2 separate regions of the Canis lupus genome follow, and region 2 is linked to region 1. A link is a contact called in public Hi-C data. All regions are on one chromosome and are shown on one strand. Each heading gives the region's core, a stretch centred on a gene start, on an enhancer-like site or on the middle of the called end of the contact. The rest is flanking DNA. Distances are from core to core; before and after follow the strand shown. Region 1 holds the start of KLHL8 (kelch-like protein 8). Region 2 overlaps AFF1 (AF4/FMR2 family member 1).

Region 1 (3,379 bases), core at 533-3,032:
TTTTGCTATGAACTTAAAACTGCCCTAAATATGAACTCTATTTTACAAAAGGGAATGGGGTGGGTGTGTCAAAATTCACCTCATTTTCTTAACAAATGAGGAAATCATTGTTTTCTAAAAATTGCCCTGTGACTTAAGCTTCCTGCCAGAATAGAGCGCGTCGGATTGTTCTATCACATGTTTATAACTCAAGAAACCATTAACAGTAATCTTATTAAGCGCTAAAAGAATTCGTTTTAAATGTCAATATAGGGATCCCTGGGTGGCGCAGCGGTTTGGCGCCTGCCTTTGGCCCAGGGCGCGATCCTGGAGACCCGGGATCGAATCCCACGTCGGGCTCCCGGTGCATGGAGCCTGCTTCTCCCTCTGCCTGTGTCTCTGCCTCTCTCTGTGACTATCATAAATAAGCTTAAAAAAAAGTTAAATGTCAATATAAAACTAAGTGCATACTTGAGTATAGTTACCTTAAGATTCCTCTTTCTATTTATGTTCGTACTATTCGATATTTTAAAAGGCAATACTATATCAAGGGACTGCAAGTTTGCAGTGGATCACTGTGCAGACAGACAAACTAGAAGGGGCGCCAGTAGGAAGGAGGAGGAAAAGCAGCAGCCAATGAAAAGAGCTACCGCCAAGCCGAGATCCCGTTTTCCCAAGTCCACCCTCTGCCACGGCCAGGATTCAAGGGAGATAAAGGTCTCCTTGCAGAGCGCGAACGAAGAACGGCGAGAGTCAGACAACGATCGACTTTCACAAAAGAAAAACAACGCAAAAACAGGGAAAAGTGCAACTCACAAATAAAATGCTTGTACCAACCTAGGTCTTCCGAAAAGCTTTCCCCCAGGGCATCATCCCAAAGCGGTACCACGAGCATAGAATAAAGGGCCAGAAAGAGTCACGCTATTAAAAGAGATGAAAAGGACTACTGAGAAAGGCTCCATTTCTACGAAAAGACATCTGATTCACCACCACCAGGTGGGGGGGGGGGGGAAGGGAGGGGGGACACAACGCTTTTCACGGCCAGGTGCGCAAACGCTACGAATGTGCCAATCCGGGTAAGGACCTGGCCCCGAGCTAGAAAACTCCCCACTGTGTAGACGAATCGCCCTCCCTGCACAACCATCGCCTGCGGGTTAGGTAAGCCCAGAACGGAGGGGAAGGAACAGACAGCTGGCTCTGGGGCAAGCGGAGTCGGCTACGCGATCCGAACCCGGCTGCAGTCGCAGGTGTCACAGCAGGAGGCGCCCTTCGCGGGGGTCGAGCACCGCGGAAGCGACACCTGGGCGCGCGCCGCTCCAGCACGGCCGCCCCGCCGAGAGGCAAGTCCCGACGGGCGCCGAGCCCCCGCGGCCGAGGCCCGGGCCCGGGCCGGCGACACCCCCCCCCCCCCGCCCCGGCCGCCCCGCCCCGCCGCTGCCGCTTCCCTGCAGCCCGCCAGGAGCACCTGCCCGTCCCTGTCTTCCGCGAGGGACCGCGAGGAGACCGCCCAGAGGCCGCCGACGCGGCCGACAGCGCCCGAGGCCGGGGCTCTCCTCCGCGGGATGCGGCCCCGCTCCTCCCGCCAACCCGAGCGGCCCCAGACGCTCTCGGCCGCCGAGTTTCGTGACCGCTCGCGGGGCTGCAGCTGCCCCGAGCCGGGGGCGCGATTTCGGGCGGGGGGTCAGAGGCGAGGAGCGACGCGGACGAGCGCGGTTACCTCGGCCCCTCGGCGCGGTTACGCCCGGCCTCGCCACGGCGGCGGCGGCGGCGGCAGCGGCGCTCCGGGCTCCCGCACGCCCGCGGCCGCCCGCAGCTCCTAGCGGCGCCTCACTAGCCCCGCGCGAGCGCCCGACGGACGCGCGCCTTCCCGCGCGGCCCCGTGGAGTCCCCGCCGGCGCCGGCGTCCTCCGGGCTCGGAGCGAGCGGAGCGCGCGCCCGGGCCTGCGCACTGCACCCTGGGAGGTGTGGCTCCTGGTCCCCGCCCCCGCGCGCGTCCTCGCCGCCCCCGCGCGCGTCCCCGCCCCCGCCCCCGCGGCTCGTGGGCGGCCGGAGCCGTAGCGCTGGGCGGCTGCAGGCGCGCAGACCAGGGCTAGGGCTAGGGGGCGCCTCCAAGCAGCTCTAGGTGGGGCGCCGCACACGCATCCCTGAACTTCCCCGTCTCTTCACCTCGGTGGCCACACAAACTTTAGTTTCTTAGTATTATCCATCAGCTCCCCCGCGCCTGAGTGTTGGGCGGCTTTATCCCTGTTTCCTAGATGCTGGGGCAGCGGCGAGGCGTCCGCTCTCGTTGCTCTGTGCTCCGCGGAGGGAGTACCCTGCAGCCTGAGTCCGTAAGCACATACCCACGGTTTATTTTATTTTTTTTAATTTTTATTTATTTGTGATAGTCACAGAGAGAGAGAGAATGAGGCAGAGACACAGGCAGAGGGAGAAGCAGGCTCCATGCAGCGGGAGCCCGATGTGGGATTTGATCCTGGGTCTCCAGGATCGCGCCCTGGGCCAAAGGCAGGCGCCAAACCGCTGCGCCACCCAGGGATCCCCATACCCACGGTTTATAAACCGAAGGCAGCGGTTGATTGACCTAAGCAGACACTGCCCTCCCGCCCCCCCCCCCCAAAAAAAAAAAAAAAACATTGCAAGTAAAACTGGTGTTGAAATAAACCAATTTTTCAATGAAGTCAAGGGAACGTAGAGGTGGGAGATTAAGAAAGCGCAGAGAAAAACATTTAAAAGGATGGTCCCGGGGATCCCTGGGTGGCGCAGCAGTTTGGCGCCTGCCTTTGGCCCAGGGCGTGATCCTGGAGACCCTGGATCGAATCCCACGTCGGGCTCCCGGTGCATGGAGCCTGCTTCTCCCTCTGCCTCTCTATCTCTCTCTCTCTCTCTGTCTCTCTCTCTCTGTGACTATCATAAATAAAAATTTAAAAAAAAGGATAGCTAAAATCCATTTATTAAAAAATAAATAAATAAATAAATAAATAAATAAATAAATAAATAAAAGGATAGTCCCCTAATTTGTCTTCGGTTAGAACAATGTCAAGCTTTTACAGCCTATTTGAGAATAAATTCGACCCTACATACATTTATGAATGTTAATACGTACGTTTGTATTGATTTTCCTAGAAAAACAGCTTTTTAAAAAATAGCGGCGTTTATGTAAACACATTTATGGATGTTAATACATAGGTTTGTATTGATTTTCCTAGAAAAAGAGCTTTTTAAAAAATAGCGGCATTTATGTAAAAGACCCCAAAATGACCACTTGAATTTGAAATTCCATTTCTTAAAAACATCACCTTTTTTTTAACATGACAGAAATTGAGATAATCCTTAATATTTAAAAATATCTCTCTTCAGAGCATTGTATTTTGCGAATTTAATGAATGTCAGTGCCCTTAGA
Region 2 (3,262 bases), core at 125-2,624, 230 kb before region 1:
CCTCAATTGTGCTTTCGTGTAAAAATGGCAGTCTATGAAAAAAACAGCTGGTTTAGCTCACAACTCGATTACACAAGTGCTTTTCTTCTAGACTATTGTACTTTGCAGGAGCAGGGTGCTCATGTGCACATTTTGTCACAAAGAACATCCAAAAGACCTCTACTCGAGGCCTTGTTGAGATTTAACAAAAGTAATTCCTGCTGCTTGCTTCATTAAGGACATCGGGAAAGGACACTTGTTTTAACTGCTCTGTGTGGTGGTGCAGAAGTCAGTACTGCTTAGTCCCTCCCGTTTGCTGCCACTGCCTCCGTCAGTGCTAAGGCAGTCACCCCACGATTGCTTTTGCACCCAGAAGTGCAAATGTCAGCACAGTTGAAAATGACAGATAATGTCTTTGTGTCAACCTAAAAATAGTTTTGACCTCGGAGAAGTTCTTGGGGCCTCCTGCAGTCTACTGATCACACTTGGAGAACCGCGCATAGAGATGCATTGGGGCCTTCCTCCCAGCACTGTTTTTCATGCCAGAAGTCACACATGTCTGTATTCCATGGCTCGCTAGTAATAAGTCTGGAGGATGCCTTTGTGAGGTGGACAGCGCTGTAACGATTCAAGGTAGAATTGATGAGTCTACTGGGCAGGCATTCATTTAAGAGTTTTTCAGTTCCCACAGTGTGCTGCTGTCTACCCCCCCCCCCCCCCCCCCCCCCCCCCGGAGCTACTGGAGCGCAGCCTCCCTCCATCTCTGCCCACCTAAGGTTTTCCTTCCTTCCCCGGTCCTCTGTCCTCTTAGTGTAGGACCCGTTTTCATCTGTACTTCTCGCACAGTGTTTGTATACCGTGTTGCTGGTTTGCATCCTCGATGATTTGGGTTTTAAAGTGCCGGCCCCCAAAATGAGTTACTGTTTACTCTGTCATCAGTATGTCGTCCAAAAAAGGGAAGGGCGTTTTGTAAACGTTTTTTTTTTTGTTTGTTTGTTTTTGTTTTTGTTTTTTCCAATGTCATGAAATCAAAACTGAAAGTGAACGGAGTAAAACGAGAAAGAGCGCGTTGGCCGCACGTTTCCTGGCCGCACGCATCGGAACGGCCCAAAGGAGCGGCCGCGGCGTGCTGCTGTGGTTTCCGCTCCTTGCTCGCGGCAGCCTCTAGGGCCCGGTTATTCCACCCAGATTCCGATCGGGGCTGAGTTCCGAGCGCCCGGGGACTGGGTGTTCCCGCGGGGTGTTTGTACATTGTTAAAACCTGGCAGGAGCGCGCTCGCCGGGGGCCTGCGGGCGGGGCTGGGCGGACGGACGGGCGGACGGGCGGACGGACGGGCGGGCGGACGGGCGGGCGGACGGGGCTGCGTCGGCGCTCGGCGAGGTGCCCCCGCCCGGCGCAGCCTCCGGCTCGGGCCCGCGGAGCGCCGTGCCCATTTAAGGAGGCGGACCGTACCACCAGAACTTTCCTGGCAGGGGGTACTCCGACGAACTCGGACAACTTCCAGCGAGCCAGGAGACCGTCTCGGGTCTCCGCGAGCCGCGGCGCGGGTCCCCGTGCGGCTCAGGGGTTGCCGAGCGCCGCGGGGCCGGGGGCGCGGGCGGCTTGGGTTTCCGGGCTCCTGCGGGGCCGCGCGGGGGGCTCTGGCTTGCTCCGAGTCCGGACGCGCCGTTCCCCGAGCCGGTCCGAAGTGCAGCGGGCCCGCAGAGGCCCCAGTGCCCGGATGTCCCCCGGGCTGGTGCGAGCCCGGCCGGCCGGAGCCCGAGGCTGCCCGAGCAGGTAGTCCCGGAGCGCGGCGAGTCGTGCTGCGGAGGCGGCCCCCGCCCGGCGCCGGCCGATGGTGAGCGCGGCGCTGGCCGCAGGGCCGCGGGTCGGGGGCTCCGATGGACGCAGGTCCCTGAGCTCTGCGGACTGAACGATGGCAGCCCAGTCCAGGTGAGCCGGCGCCGACGGGAACTTCTTAAGCTGGTGGCTGGGGGAGTTGAAGGTTGCGGGCAGGGGGGCGGGGGGGGAGGTTGGGTGCCGCGAGGGAGACCGGCAGGAAGCAGCTTTGTCATTGCCCTCATCGTTGCGGGTGCCGCGGTTCGGTACTTACCGTCAGATTAAAAAAAAAAAAGAAAAAAAAAAAAACCAGTTGGGAGAGAGCACACTGGACAATTCCTGCAGCGTGGAGGAGAGACGGGGAGTTCGAAGTTAAATGTCTCCCGTCTTCCAGAATAATTGGTTGTTTTCGTGGAAATTGAGTTGTTTTTGACTTGTCTGCCTTTGCCCGGAATTTGCATTTTGTTTCTTTGTGCACCTCCCGTGGGTTCTCCTGAGTTGTCTGGGGGATGGGGGTGGGGGGTGGGGGTGGGGGGTGGTTGGCGGCTACTGTTTTGATCGGAATTTTAGAAAGCAGTTGATGTAAAAGCAGCTCGCCTTGGAGAAGGTGGTTGAGAATTTCGGCTGGTGAGTGATCGAGAATTTTAACGGCTAACATGTAGGATTCCACCTAAAACGGCGCAGCGTGCGAGAATCTGCTGAGTAGGCAAAGACCGGGAATGTACCGGGGGGGGGGGGGGGGGGTAATGAAGTGCAGTTGCTGTCAGAGGAACGCTGTTGTAAGGACCTCGGGCCCTGACTTTCCACGGTCGGTTCCTTTTCTTGTAACGAGGGTTAAGGACCGATGACAAGGCATCAGTGATCCTTACACGACCCAGACTGTTGAGTGTGAGTTCATTTTAGTTGTGGCAGCAGGTTGGTGCTGAGGGCAACTTAGAGTTACATTTAAGAGTTCTTTCTTAACTTTCACTAAAAAAGCAGTTTGGTGTCAAATATTTAAAGTAGGAGGGCCCTTGGGGTTGATAGTTGATGTAGTTTAGGGATTTGGGGGTGTCTTAGAAGGCTAAGAACGTTTCAGGTCTGAAAACCCAGGTGTACCCCTGAAAGAAATAGATGCTCAAATACTGAAGTGTGGGCTATATAAAATTCAAGATTTTTTTCCTAAGAGGATTTTCTAGGAAGAGAACTATTTCATGTAGAAATAGTTCTGCCTCTTGTGTGCTGTCTGCTTTATATATTTAATCCTCTGAACTCAGTGGTTTATCTCCTGCCCCATGTTCTTGGTTGTTCTAAAAAAAAAAGGGGGGGGGGAAGGGGGTTCTTAACTTGAAACCACATAGTAGGAAAACTTGGATGGATGAGAAGCAAAAGTTGCATCTTTTTTGGCTAACCTCTAATGAAACTTAACTGCCAAGGGTGGGGGGGGTGCGGTGTCTGTGGAATAAAGCCTTAGATTAAGATACC

The links. Hi-C and Micro-C count contacts between places; a contact is called where the count stands out from the background.
Region 2: a Hi-C map of blood shows a contact between it and region 1, with 2.3 times the contacts expected there. The contact joins the enhancer-like site here to the promoter of KLHL8 in region 1. A contact is called at or near these places in 2 of 9 Hi-C or Micro-C datasets (both in blood).

The regions. Positions count from the first base shown.
Region 1 is chr32:29,262,572-29,265,950 of UU_Cfam_GSD_1.0, reverse strand. KLHL8 (kelch-like protein 8) reads right to left here and starts at 1,782. Exons shown (of 11, transcript XM_038582191.1): 1 at 1,697-1,782.
Region 2 is chr32:29,488,948-29,492,209 of UU_Cfam_GSD_1.0, reverse strand. The region is part of intron 2 of AFF1 (AF4/FMR2 family member 1); the gene reads left to right. Among named protein-coding and RNA genes, the nearest start is that of AFF1, 73 kb to the left of the region's middle. Within about 2 kb of position 1,374, at least 20 of the 20 cell types and tissues checked have an H3K27ac peak or open chromatin away from gene starts, as enhancers often do. A contact at or near this core is called in blood, where this site is marked.